Linked DNA regions of Mus musculus: region 2 is linked to region 1. Evidence: chromatin contacts called from public HiChIP or PLAC-seq data. All regions are on one chromosome and are shown on one strand. Each heading gives the region's core, a stretch centred on a gene start, on an enhancer-like site or on the middle of the called end of the contact. The rest is flanking DNA. Distances are from core to core; before and after follow the strand shown. Region 1 has its middle 4.4 kb from the start of n-TEttc6. Region 2 has its middle 21 kb from the start of Gm52138.

Evidence for each region. HiChIP or PLAC-seq counts read pairs in DNA pulled down with a chosen protein or histone mark.
Region 2: a contact with region 1 is called in an H3K27ac HiChIP or PLAC-seq map of embryonic stem cells, with 11 read pairs. The contact joins two enhancer-like sites. A contact is called at or near these places in 1 of 15 datasets of contacts at CTCF or cohesin (the NIH/3T3 cell line), 7 of 484 Hi-C or Micro-C datasets (the N1E-115 cell line, bone marrow-derived macrophages and embryonic stem cells), 28 of 115 datasets of contacts at active chromatin or transcription factors (the SCID.adh cell line, T-cell acute lymphoblastic leukemia, Th17 cells and 12 more) and 1 of 9 other capture datasets (embryonic stem cells).

Annotation. Positions count from the first base shown.
Region 1 is chr14:76,144,566-76,152,141 of GRCm38.p6, reverse strand. No RefSeq gene overlaps it. Among named protein-coding and RNA genes, the nearest start is that of n-TEttc6, 4.4 kb to the left of the region's middle. Within about 2 kb of position 6,286, at least 18 of the 459 cell types and tissues checked have an H3K27ac peak or open chromatin away from gene starts, as enhancers often do. A contact at or near this core is called in embryonic stem cells, where this site is marked.
Region 2 is chr14:75,866,645-75,873,161 of GRCm38.p6, reverse strand. No RefSeq gene overlaps it. Among named protein-coding and RNA genes, the nearest start is that of Gm52138, 21 kb to the left of the region's middle. Within about 2 kb of position 2,286, at least 21 of the 459 cell types and tissues checked have an H3K27ac peak or open chromatin away from gene starts, as enhancers often do. A contact at or near this core is called in embryonic stem cells, where this site is marked.

The DNA of each region.
Region 1 (7,576 bases), core at 5,037-7,536:
GATCTGAGCAGCCAACAAAGAGGCTAGCAGCTACAACCGCAATATCTACTATGCACAGGAGAAACCTCTTCCCGAAGTTCGCCCGTCCACCCACCGCCGGCAACTTCTATACTAGCTTTGATGTTTCCTTTTTTTTTTTTTTTTCCATGAGGTGTCATTTTGAGCGACACCTGTTTGGGAACGTCCAGAATACTCTCCAAAGCTAACCTTACCACCTATAGAGAGCCCTGCATCCTATTTCTGAATTTAGGGAGTGGATCAGGCAGAGATTTCATGTTTGGCTTCCAATTTTTAGTCTCAGGATAATAATTTTAGGTATATTATAAATAAATTTAGGTATATTACAGTTTCAAGGATCTAAATCACCAATGCTACCTATTCGTTGGGTGGCTGCCATCCATGGGATATAACCAAATACAAGTTTACTTTTTCTTTTAAAAAATAAAAACAAGAGTTTCCCTATATAGACTGAGCTAGCCCGTAGCTCATGCAAACCTGCCTCCGGAGTGCTGCGACCAACAGCGCGCATCACCTCGCCCTGCTGAAAGTTTACATTTTAAAAGTTTTCGTTATTATATATTTAAATGTACAGTGATGGGTTTCATTGTAACGTTTTCACACGTGCATAATGTATTTTGATCATATTCACCCCATACCCTCCTGACAAACCGGATCCTGCTGGTTCTCTTCCTCTGTTGAGGCTGTGTGTGTGTGTGTGTGTGTGTGTGTGTGTGTGTGTGTGTGTGTACCAACATACTTAGGGATAGTTACCTGAACACTGGGAAAAGGTTTACAGGTTCATGGGCACCTGGCCAGTGGCTATACCATTGAGGAAAATATCTTCCCCTCCCCCAGCAGCCATTAACCCAATATTTCCTCAGGAATGGGTGGAGACTCCTGAGTTCAGCAAAGCACCCCCTCCCTCAATCTTAACTGTAAATCACATGATAGAGGTACTCCACCCCCACCCCCACTCCCAATCCCTCCCGAACAAGTTTGCTTTTGTCTCACTACTTCCTAAAACTGAAACTCCCGGGGTTGTTTGTTTGTTTGTTTCTTTGTTTTAACCACTGGACAGTAACTACCAGAAACCTTCTAGGTTCTTTAAGTAAAAAGAACAGACAGCAATTCAATCGATTATAGACAAGTCTCTGACCTCTATCCCATTCTAGGTTTGGGAGTAATTGCTGGCTTCTGGTTCTCCATGTTTACTGTGGGCTTCTCTTCCTGACTCTGTTTCAGGACAGCACTTTGGTAGTTGGAGACAGCCACACTGAGACCATGGAAATGAGTAAGCATCATAAACTCCTTTCCTTAGAGAGCAAACTAACTAAGAGCTAGTGATATAGTAGTTAAATACCACACCAGAGGCAGGCAGCCTGCTTCTCACTTCTTCCTGCGGCTTCCTCCTTTGGAGGATCCGGCGGAGCATGAGGGCCAGATGGAGAAAAGAAAGGAGTCAAATGCAGCCCAGACTCACTGCTCTCAGGCCTGTGCTTGCTTTAGGGCTGGCTCTCATGCGACGTGGGACGTGGGACGTGGGACGCGACGTGGGTTCCTAGAAGGCAGCCCTGCTTGGGCCCGAGAGACAGGGAGTCCAGAAGACTTTTCCAGTGACTTTGTTAATCCAGAGTCCCAGCTTCATCTACCGGGGACTTCCAAAAGAGCACTTCAGGGAGCAAGGGTGGAAGTATGGGGGCTGGAGAGATGGCTCAGCGGTTAAAAATACTGACTGCTCGGTGGCTCACAAATTTGAAGACAGCTATAGAGTCTTTTTTAAAAAGGGGGTTTGGGTGGGTGGAAGTGTGACCATTAGCAAACACCTGCCCTTGCGATGTCCTTCGATTTTTGAGTCTCACCAATGCATAGGACTAAACTGTCTTTGGCTCTAAAAGTAGGGTGCCACTGAAGCCCAGAAACTTGGGTCCGTCTCCATTTCTAGTTGTCTGTAAACTCCAAATACCCCAGGCAAGCCTCTCTTTCCATACTGTGCCCTGGCACAGCCTGCTCCCAGCCCCACAACAGTCTACATGCTCCGCCCTCCTTGTCCCTCTGCCAGGCCAGCCTCTCCACTCTGAGCCAACCTTGAGGCCAGTTCAGCTCCAGGAAACCTTCCCAGGGCTCCCGATCACAAGCCACGCCCATTTTCTCGGAATCCCAAAACACACGCTTTCAAAAGAATCACATCAAGGCAGATCTCTCACCACCCTGGAATTGCTCAACAAGGTTCATGAGTTTAAGTCAGATTCCATAAAACCCCTGGGAACCTAATCCCGTAGTCAATCATTTGGCCGAGTAGTCTCGGTTTTTTATCTAACTTAAATACTTCCTGCTGTACTTCTATCTAAAAGTCGCCACCTTTTAACCAGCAGCAAGAACAAAATGTTCCCCGGGAGAAGGAAACGTACACACAGACAAAGGTTTCTTGTTGACACAGGAACAGTTATTTCTGGCCGGGTGAATACATGGTTGATTCTCTCCCATTTTATCTACCGTTTGACACTGGGGGAAAGCCCCAAACATATTGTACTTGCCAGACACTACAGTAGCCAGGGGATGTGGCTGTCATTCAGGCCTGCTTGCCAGTCACCCAGGGCTGGAGGTGCTTTTCATGTCAGGGGGCCGGAGAGCTAGCTTTTAGAAGAACATTAGAAATACGTAGCTGTTAGTTCTGATCGCAAGTCCCTGCCAGTGGACTCGGGCTGGACCCTGGGCTAAGGCTGAATCCCGAACTAACCTTGGAGCTCTTTGGGGTAGCAGCCCCTCCCCTGGTGAGCACCAGGGCAAATTAATCTCTACAGCCTGACATCACCAGGTCCAGCTTCTAAGACCAGGTCTGACCTCAAAAGGCTGTTGGGAGGCCAAAGCTTCCCCCAACAACTTATTCAGATCATTGTAACTCTGGGTTGAACTCAAGTTGACAACCAAGATTAGCCATCACAAGCCCACTCCTTGGTGTCTGAGTGATGGTCCCTTCATTTATTCAATAATCAGTCTCAGAGAAACAGTCTTGGCTGCTGTACATACACGATGAACATCTAGAGCAGGGATGTCCAATTCTTTTTGTTTGTTTGTTTTCGAGACAGGGTTTCTCTGTATAGCCCTGGCTGTCCTGGAACTCACTCTGTAGACCAGGCTGGCCTCAAACTCAGAAATCCGCCTGCCTCTGCCTCCCTAGTGCTGGGATTAAAGGTGTGTGCCACCACGCCCGACTGGGATGTCCAATTCTTAAAGTGCATGACTCCATAGCTTTGAATGAGATTTAGAGGAAACCAATAAACTCATTTTTTTAACATAAGCATGAGCACATTTTTAAGGGTTTTTGGGGGGGGCAGTTCAATTGTGGAGTTCTCTAGCATTGGTTTATAGGTGATGTTGTGCAAAATAAGTATACATGTACCGTTGCTGTTTACACAGAATGGTTTCAGTCTCGTGGCATGAGTGGCTTCCGCTGTTCTCCTCGAGGGGAGCTGAACTGGCACCGTCGGACGCTCTAGGTGACTTGGCGAGTGATACATCCATCAATCCTTAGTAATGTCTTAATGCCCCAGTGCAAACGACAGGCAGCTAATGTTTGGTAGACTGGGCACTAGTCTTACTTGATTGGTAAGGGAGTTTCCACACCTCAGGCAGGCCTCTCGAATTCTGCACTGCATGTTGTCATCAGCCCTCTGATTTGCATTCCACCAGCAACCGAGATGTGAAAGGGTCTAAACTTCACTTTCCGTTTCCCTAAAATTAATTTTTATGGTAAAATGCATACAGTCCCTTTTCTATTCTTATATTTTTAATCCCAGTATGGCTTCTTCAAGGAAAGGAAAACAGAACCCCTAAAAAGAGTCATGAGTAAAGACAGATTGCTTTCTTCTGACGAGATTCTGTTTAATCTGTGGGAATGTGTGTGATTGTAGCAGACTGACTGGAAAGGCATATATACAAGACAACAGAGCAGAGCTGAGAAACAACAACAAAACATTGTGCAACACAACATTGTGTTTGTTTCCTAAAGGTTTATATGTATCTGTATCTATGTGTGACTTTGTGTCACATGAGCAGGGAGGCCAGGTACTCTGGAGTGGGAGTTACAGTGAACTGCCTGGCCTAGCCTGCATCCTGGGAACTAAACTTGAACCCTCTGGAAGATCAGCAAATGTTCATTCTTAGCCTCTAAACTCAACCCTCTTCCCCAATTTTTAAAAAATTAAAACTGAGATGGGTTCCACTGTAAACACTATTTATGTAGGGGCATATCTGATGGCAAAAAAATCCATTTACTGATAGCAAATTTATTAAGCAATATACAGACAGAAGGGTAGACAGGTATAATATGCCTTGGGGAGGGAAGGGATATGTTTCTATAATGGGTTTGTCTCACCAGACAACAGCCAAACGAATGAAAGAATCTGGGAAAATCTATCCAAAGAAGTTTGGAGAGCAGAACCATTCGTTTTCAGTGGAATCTTTGGTGATGGATGGCAGCGTGAATACTACAAACACTGGCTTCATCTGCCGTCTCCACTGGTGGTATTGCTGATGACCACGATGCCACTGGAGATGGCTCCATGCGATCTATAGGAAGCAGCACGGATACAAGCTCAGGTGCTTGTCGTTGTCTGTTGTCTACGTATTTGGTCCAGTTACTGATGGTGGACTCAGAAACCTAATGGAAGATGGTGCAATTGATGCCCCAAACTCACACTGAATGAAGTATCATTGTATAGAAGAACATGAGTAACATCTAAGCACCATAGAGTTCAAAATGGTTAACATCATGCAAATCACCGTCACGACCATGACTACTTCAGGGACCAAGAGAATAAACCTTGCCAAGCCAGGGACGTCCTAAAAGGGCTTGTGCTGAGTTGAGGTCACATGTTGAAATTTGATACTACTAAGTATAAAATTTATGGTAACAACAAAAATCCACGCCAGAACTTGATGATGAACGCTGCCTCAGGGGCTTAGCATTTTGGTGGCTTTAACCAGTTACTTAAGGAGCTAAACATGAGTCTTCAAAGTGAAAGCCAAATGAGCAATACAGTGATTCAAATCATAACAATATTCCGAATGAAAGTGAGATCATGGCAAGCTTTGGCTGGGGCAAACAGTAGCATGCGTCAAACACAGCCCCGCAAACAGAGAAAACACATAGGCTTGCTTGTCAATTTGACACAAGAATTTGAAAACATTTCACCATCTCTGGGAAAAATGATAGCTTAGCATGTTTGCCACTCCATTTTCAGTTGATATAAATAACCTCCCAGTTTTTAAACTTAATTTAAAAAGGTTGACAACATCATACTTGTATACAATGTACTTTGTTCCACTCTCACGGCAACACCCCCTTACCTCCCTACCTCTCCCAACCTCCTCTTACCAACTAGGCCTCCTCTTTCTCCCATCTTCCTTCCTTTAGAAATGTTTTTCTCAGATTTATGTGTGTTTTGCTCGCATGTATGTATGTTTACCACATGTGTGCCGGTGCCCAAGAGGTTAGAAGAGGGTATCAGTTCCCGGAAATTAGAGATACAAGGGGCATCACATGGCTGCTGGAAACTGAACCCTTTGGAAGAGCAACCATCCATCTCTCCAGCCTTTTTCCCTCCCTCCCTCCCTCCCTCCCTCCCAGTCTTCCCATGCAGGCAGTTATGACCGCTGTGTGTTCACCACTGCAACCTCCCTGTTGTGTCCAGAAGACTGCACCCCGCCGCACTCCCCTCCCTCAACCTTTACCTCCCACAACTCTTTTACCTCCTTCCCCAAAGTTCCCTGGGCCTCGCAGTGGGGGAGGTTGATGCCCTGTTGGGGCAGAGCATTTAGCAGTTTCTTATCTTCCGCACTTTAAGCGGTCCTGAGTCCCACTGTGACCTGCCCACTGTGAAAAGAGGCTTCTCTGAGTAAGGCTGAAGCTACATTAGTCTCTGGGCACAAACATAAATATTTAACAGGAACTTTAACAACGTGTCCATCTGGCTTGCTAATTTTATAAGGAATGCGCAGAGCTACACCCTGATGTTCATCTCGAAGATGACGTCTTACCAGCTTTTCCGTCCTATCTTTGTAAAGACAGAGATCCCTCTCCACACACGCCTTACCTTATCACCTTTTGGCAGTACTTACTATTATGAGCAAAAATTTTTTTTTCAAGAACAAAGGGCACTAAGACTAAAATCTGAGCTAAAACATCTGCAGATGAGCGTGAGAAATCACTGGAATGAGAACATGGTTAAGCCAGCTATTGATGCCTTTGTATCTCTGGTGCAATGTGAATTGTGCAGCTCGGTGTAAATCCATCTCTCAGTCCCATGAACTCTCAGCCACAGATCCCAATGGCTCTTCAGAACTCTGCACTCCTGCTTTGATGAGAAAAGGAATTATAAGCTGATTAGGAAGATGGGGGCAGTGGGGGTAGAGACCTGGGAATCAGAAGGACCAGGAATGTCCTTGGTTCTCCAGCAAAATCCCAGAAGGGAGTTCTGGTTTCTCATCTTCTAAATGAACACCCTTGCCTAGAGGGTGCTACTCAAGGGTGTGACCAAAATTCCAGTCATACCTTACCTCATTGCTTCTAACCCTTCTAGTGGCCAAAACTGAATCTCTAGGTCCTTGGTAACAGTGGACTGTATCTATTTCTTAATTTCAGTTCAGTTCCCATTTTCTCCTGTGACTGTTGCACCTCTTCAGAGAGAAGAAGGTTATGGAAACCCTGATAAGGGGTCTGTAGAGGCCAGTTAAGGAGAGCTAGCTCTCTAGCTTGGGTATACCCTAACATCACAAGCAACCCTATTTGTAAGTATTTATCCAGTTGAGTAGTTCACTCAGCAGGCTAAGATACCATACCGCAGGGAGCCAGTTTCATCTTTAGCCATGGTAAAGGCATGGAAGGAATAATTATTCCTTTAATGATTTAATGTATTTCTCCTTCCCAGAAAACTCACCCTGGTGAAGTTAGCTATGAAGACTGACTTAAATATTTGTAACTTTTCCTTTTTCTTTCTGTTTCTTCTGTCTGCTGGCCAGAATCTAAGTGTGTTTTTGACTCTTCCTCTGACCGTCTCCTTGTCCCTTTCCTGCTAAGTGGTTGCTTACAAACAGTATGGTTCTTTCTTCCTTCTTCTCTGGGCAGCTGCTGAGATTCACAGCTTGCCTGCTATGGTACCAGTTGTCAGATTCTTGATGTCTTTTTTCTCATTTCTTCCTTTCTTCCTTCCTCCCTTCCTTCCTTCCTTCCTTCCTTCCTTTCTTTTTTTTTTTTCGAGACAGGGTTTTTCTGTATAGCTCTGGCTGTCCTGGAACTCACTTTGTAGACCAGGCTGGCCTCGAACTCAGAAATCCGCCTGCCACCTGCCTCCCTCATGCTGGGATTAAAGGCATGGGCCACCACACCCGGCTTTTTTTTCTCATTTCTTAAGATTATTTCTGACCATGGCTAAACTTTCTCTAATTACCCCTTACTGGTTGGCTTATGGGGATTAATAGCCTTTCCCATGAGGAGACAGAGAAAACAAAATAGGAGAACCATTGTCATAGGCCTGTGTTAGTTTTGTCTTTAGGAAGTCAGAGGACCTGGTGACAA
Region 2 (6,517 bases), core at 1,037-3,536, 270 kb after region 1:
ATACACACACACAAAAAGGTCAAGGTTTTAAAATCCTAATTGTGCTGCTGGTTTTTGTCAACTTCACACAAACCTAGACCCTGATAGAGAAACAAACCCAACCCCCAACCCCCCATCAGATTGCCCGTGGGTCCCTAGGGCATTTTCATGATGTGGGAGGGCCCAGCCCACTGTGGGCGATCCCATCCCTAGGCAGGTGGTCCTGGGTTGTGTAATAAAAGCAAGCTAAGCAATTCAGGAGGAGCAAGCCATAGCACCATTCTTCCATGGTCTCTCTCTGAGTTCCTGACCTTAATTCCTGCCCTGTGGACCTCCTCTGACGACAGACTGCGTAGTGAAGGAAGAAGCCAAAGCCATCCTTCCCTCCCCAACTCTCTTTTGGTCGTGTACGTTTTCACAGCATTGGAAACCCTCACAAAGACACTGACATACTCCAAAACAAACCAAAAAACATGATGTTTTTTTATGAATTGTCTGCCATATCTCAAATTTTCTAATTAAGTCACAAGCCACTTGGCCACCTCTTTTATTCTATAGATATTTACAAAAGCATCTGAACTCTGTAAGAGAAAGTCTACCATCTCCTAAAAGCTGTAAAGATCTGCCAATCCTGGGCCTCCATCCTAGTATCCCGACAAACAACCTTGGAGCAGTTTCACGTAGAGATTTGCCCATAGGAAGCGCTGGATGTTTCTGCACGCTGGCTTCTGGAACATGTGCTTTATAACGTGTTTTCCCACCACTATTGCACACTTCCTTTACTGGGCACTGGAAATTTTATCTTTTAAGTTACAAGTCACACTGTTCTATGCGAACGGTCACAGTGGACAGGAGAGTTTCTGGGAGTCATTTGTGCAATCATGCAAATGACTGGAAACAATGGAACTGGGTGCTGTTAAACTCAAATAAGAGAGGGGAGAGATGGCTCGGCAGTTAACAGTGCTGGTTATTTAATTATTTAAAAACAAAAAACAAACAAACAAACAAACAAAAAAAACAGGGTTTCTCTGTATAGCCCTGGCTGTCCTGGGACTCACTCTGTAAACCAAGCTGGCCTTGAACTCAGAAATCTGCCTGCCTCTGCCTCCCAAGTCCTGGGATTAAAGGCATGCGCCACCACTGCCCAGCTAGTACTTGTCATTCTTGCAGAGGACCAGATCTGGGTTTCCAGCACCCATGTCAGGGTGGCTTGTGGCGCTACGGATTCAGGCGCCCTCTTCTGGCCTCTGAGGGCACCTACACACAATGAGCTCATACACATACAGATGGGAATAAAAAAATAATAAGTTAAACACAAACACAATGTACCCCAACTCAAATGCTCTTTATTTGGATTCTAGAACTGTAGCTACTTGGTGCCACCCACTCCCAGATGGAGAATGTCACTCTGTCAGAGAGGAAATCAAAATAAAAAGATACTGCTGGGCATGGTGGCGCTCGCCTTTAATCCTAGCACTCGGGAGGCAGAGGCAGGTGGATTTCTAAGTTCAAGGCCAGCCTGGTCTACAAAGTGAGTTCCAGGACAGCCAGGGCTGTACAGAGAAACCCTGTCTCGAAAAAACAAACAAACAAACAAACAAACAAAAGATACAGCAATTACTAATGACAGATAATAATGTTCTTTTGTAAAACGAACACAAACATTTGGCCTAGGAAGGACCACAAGATTCTTGGATTTTCTAGAAAAGCTGGAAGAGCTGATGGTATTGTGCCTCACTGCCCTCAGGACACAGTCCCCGGGAACTGGGTTGCCATGCCCTTCTTCCAGGCCACTTGTCCTCCACTGTACCCAGAGCAGCTGGCTTTGAAGCCCTGCAGCCAATCCAGATTGCAGGCTTCCCTGGCCTAAGGACAGAATTTACCAGTGCTTTTAAGTGACAGCTGTCCATCCCTTGTGGAGATTAGAGTGGAAAGAACTGTATGGAGGCAATTAGTTCATCTGCTAAAATAGCCTGTCTTAATTGAAATTGAAGAAGCCCCCGGATTAGTCATTAAAATCCGAACGCAGCTAAGTGGAAGACCAAGACCAGCTCAACAAAACTCCGATGAGGCGGGGGGGGGGGGGGGGGGGGGGAGCGAGGAGAGGAGCGAGGGAGGGGAAAAGTGGGGGCTGCGGTGCGGGGGGTGGGGGTGGGGGGAATGGGAGGGGAGGGGAGGGGAGCGAAGGGGAGGGGAGGGGGGGGAGGAGAGGGGAGGGGAGGGGAGGGGAGGGGAGGGGAGGGGGCCGAGCGTGCGGGGTGTGGAGAGGGTTGCTGGCTGAGGAGGATGAGGGAGCCCTCTAGTGGGAACTGCTATTTCTCCGGACCTTTTAAGATGGTTTGGAGAGAGGCAGCCACTCAAAGATAAAATGTTCACTCAGAGGCAAAATGGCCAGGGAGCAAGAAAAATATTCTGGAAAATGGTGTGTGTGTGTGTGTGTGTGTGCACGCGTGTGCGCGCTGGTGACTGCAGTTTACTACAACTAGGAATCCGGCTTCACTGCTGTAGACCCCTAGTATTTTAAGTTGTTATTTAAATGGAAAGTAAATGTTTCTTACAGCTTTTAAAAGCCAAGTTGAACACTTGGTGTGAAAAAAAAAATTAAAGTGTATATAACATAATGCTGGTTGTTTTTGACTTGTGTTAACTTGTAAAACCTCAAATCTAGTTCCTCTTAGGAATTTTCTTTCTTTCCTGAGACAGGGTTTCTCACTATGTAGCCCTAGCTGCCCTGGAACTCACAAAGATCTGCTTGCCTCTGCCTCCCTAGTGCCTGGATTAAAGGTGTCAGCACACACACACATACACACACACACACACACACACACACACACACACACAGCCTCAGTGAGCCTAAATTGTAAGATCTAGCGCAGCGTTTTTCTGTTGGGTGGGGACTGCTGCGGTGAGACAATCTTTAGGCAGCTGCTCCAGGGACCAAGTGAGTAAGGGTGCCTCCGTTTCATTGTGTTGATAGCCCTCTCAACGGTGCGGACTTGCCTCAAGCGAGCCCAGGCCAGGCCTGAGTGGCCAATCCTAACGTGAGTCTGCTCAGTACACAGTGCCCAGCACAGCTGCGGTGTCCCCCCAAACAGCTTTAAAAAGCAAACAGAGCAGAAGGATTTTCAAAGCCAAGACAACGTTTTGCAGGTTTTTGAATAGGGAGGTAAAATGTTTGGGTCCAAGAGTCGAAAGTCAAAACTGGGTAAAGATCACGGTTCCCATGTTCATGTGTAGTCCATAGTCCAGTCGGGGCAGAGAGGAGAGATGGATGGTGTTGAGAGATTTGAAAGGGCATTTGACAGACCAGTTCAGTATTCACTGAACATAAAAATAAAATTGAATTATCAAATGCTGACTATTTCAAACTGTATCTTGTATGTTTTAATTTGTAAATAACATCTCCCGGGTTGTAGGATGTAGGTCACTGGTACAGTGCTTGCTAGGAGGCACAAAACTCTAAGTCTGATCTCTTAAGGGCCATAAACCTGGCCTAGTGGCACATGCCTGTAATCCCAACACCTGATGAGAGGTGAAGACAGGAGAATAAGAAGTTCCATGTCCTTCTTGGCTAAGGTTTGAAGTAAGCCTGGGATATGTGAGATCCAGCCTCAAAAAAAAAAAACAAGCTAAATAAAAACGACACTTCTAATAATGCATCTTTATTATATTCATGAAAGTTACTAGTAAGTCTAGGATCTATATGAGTCTAATGGCTCAGTGGGTAAGAGAACTGCCGTGCAAGCTCAGGGACCTGAGTTTGAATCCCCAGCACCCATGTAAAAAGCTAGGTGTGGGGACTGGAGAGATGGCTCAGAGGTTAAGAGCACTGACTGCTCTTCCAGAGGTCCTGAGTTCAGTTCCTAGCAATCACATGGTGGCTCAAAACCATCTGTAATGGGATCTGATGCCCTCTTCTGGTGTGTCTGAAGACAGGGACAGTGTACCCACACACATGAAATATATAAATAAATCTTAAAAAAAAAATCTAGGTGTGGGGGCTGGCTCATCGGTTAAGAGCCCAGACTGCTCTTCCAGAGGTCCTGAGTTCAATTCCCAGCAACCACATAGTGGCTTACAACCATCTGCAATGGGATCTGATATCCTCTTCTGGTGTGTCTGAAGTTGGCTACAAGGTACTCACATATGTAAAATTAATAATTCTAATTTTAAAAAAAGCTAAGTGTGGCTACAGGCATGCCTGTCTCAAGGGTATAGGTGAGAGTGGCACCTGCTTCCTCTGATTCTGCACATTGGTATTAGGAACCAGGAGATAGACAGATTCCCTGATAGTCAGACAGACACACAGAAAGAAGCCCTGATAATTAAGGTAGTGAATGTCTGAGATGGCCCAATTTCACCTCATCCGCCTGACCTGAGATAAAAGCCTTAAACAAAGGTCTTGTGGGCTTTTCTGACAATGGGGCCCCTGCTGATGGACTGGCCCAACAAGTCCAGGCTGAATCAGAACCCAGCTATACAGCAGCTGTGGATCACTCAGCCATCCTTTCTTCAAGCTGACCAGCCCTCAATTAGGGGAGGAAGGCCCTTCGGAGACTTTAAAAAACCCTGGCCCTGGGAAGGAGACTAGATTTTTGGTGTCCTGAGTGGCCCCTCCACTTTTCCAAGGCCCCTTTCTCTGTGCTTGAGTTGGAGTTTGTCAAAAGACCCTCACTCACAAAGACCACAGAGACCACTGCCATTGCTGCAAACCGCATGAGGATTTTTATTGATCCAACATGTTGGGGACTCCCCTCTCAGCACGCAGGCCAGAGGAGAGACCCAGAACAAACAAAGAACACACTTTTTATACCTTTGTAAGGGGCAGATTTGAGCAACAGGGTTCTCATTGGTGTAGCAAGTAACCCTTTCAGGCATTGGTTGGTTTGTATAGTGACTAACTGACCCTTTGGCCTAGTGACTCACTTTGCTTGCCCCCATGGTGGGTTATTATGATTTGGTCAGCAAAGTAATAGTACATTTTGAACTTATGGGTCAGCTATTAACATCACAGCTATTAACGTCAGGGGAATTCTCACAACAAGGTCAGGGTGGTTTGTGGTCTTTGTCAGAATTCAGCATAGGGCGGGGGGCACACAGGAGAATTGCTAATCTTGTTATGGTTATTTCTCTGAGAACAGCTAATATTATTTTGGTAGCTGCAGGCTTAATCATTTTGACCGCTAAAACTATGTTTTTACACTTGTTTAGTCAGGCAGCTTCCTTATCTGGCTCTGCACTTGGCCTGCTAGTTCAGTTTGGAAAGTCCTTTTCGAAGGGGGAAGGTACTGGGTGGTCCTGAATTCATTTTGGATATTATACCTGCTGCATGTGTGTGCTTCCTCACTCTCTCATAAAAGTCTCTCCTGCTGATTCTGTCTGCTCCAGATGCTGGGCTGGAGGGTTCTCCACTATTACTTATCACAATACCGGTTTCTTCTGCCTTTTAATTCTTTAACTGGCAGAGAAAATGAACCAATCAAGATCCCTGCGTAACAGGTGCATGGGCCCTCACTCTGCACACACAGAAGGTCATATACACCCTATACACACACACACAGAGATTCGAGTTTAGAAGAAATGAAAAATTTAAGGAAAAACTTCTCTTCTCCCAGAGAAAACACAGGAAACCACTGGTCAAGTCAGAGGAAGGGGAAGAGAGAGAAAGCAGATTATTTTTTTAAGATTTATTTATTTATTATATGTAAGTACACTGTAGCACTTCAGACACCCCAGAAGAGGGCATCAGATCTCATTACAGATGGTTGTGAGCCACCATGTGGTTGCAGGGATTTGAACTCAGGACCTCTGGAAGAGCAGTCGGTGCTCTTAACCTCTGAGCCATCTCTCCTGCCCGACAAAGCAGCTTTTAAGCTTTTTAATTTTATTTCATAGGTGGGATTCTTGGGAAAGAGTATGCTGATTAAAAATGAGAACAATTAAGAACCTTAAGTCTAGCGTGCAGGCAGAGTGGGGATGTGGAAGGAGTCCTAGCAGCCAGGATAAGTGGCTTCAAGTGGCCAAGGAATGACCACACAACAGCAGCTTCGAGAAGTTTGTGCTACTTAGGCTGTTGTTACACAACCAGAAGCAAGAGGTACAGCAGGTAGGAGGGGGTGGGTTGAAGCATTCTTCTTCCTGCAGAATCTGAAAGAAGAGCTACTTTCAGATCCTTGAAAAAGAGCTATTTACCTGAGAAGGAAACGCTTGGAACATAAAAAGCAAGTCAAATGTCACAAACCAATCTGGGGAAATGTCAGTGTGTAAGTATAAGGTGAGTGACAGGTAGGGTTGGGCTTGGCACCTGATCATCATCATGTGGTTTTATAACACCCAGCGCAAGCTCACCCTGCACCGCCTTGCCACTTCACAGCTCCAAGGATGCGCAGAACACACGGAGAAAAAAGGGATGCAGGCAGATTCTCTAGGCAACAAACAAACAAACAAACAAAAAACCCGATAGCTAGGAAGAACAGTCTGGCCTAGCCGTGGCTGCGGTTGCGAACTCCTTTAATCCTAGCACTTGGCAGTCTGACCA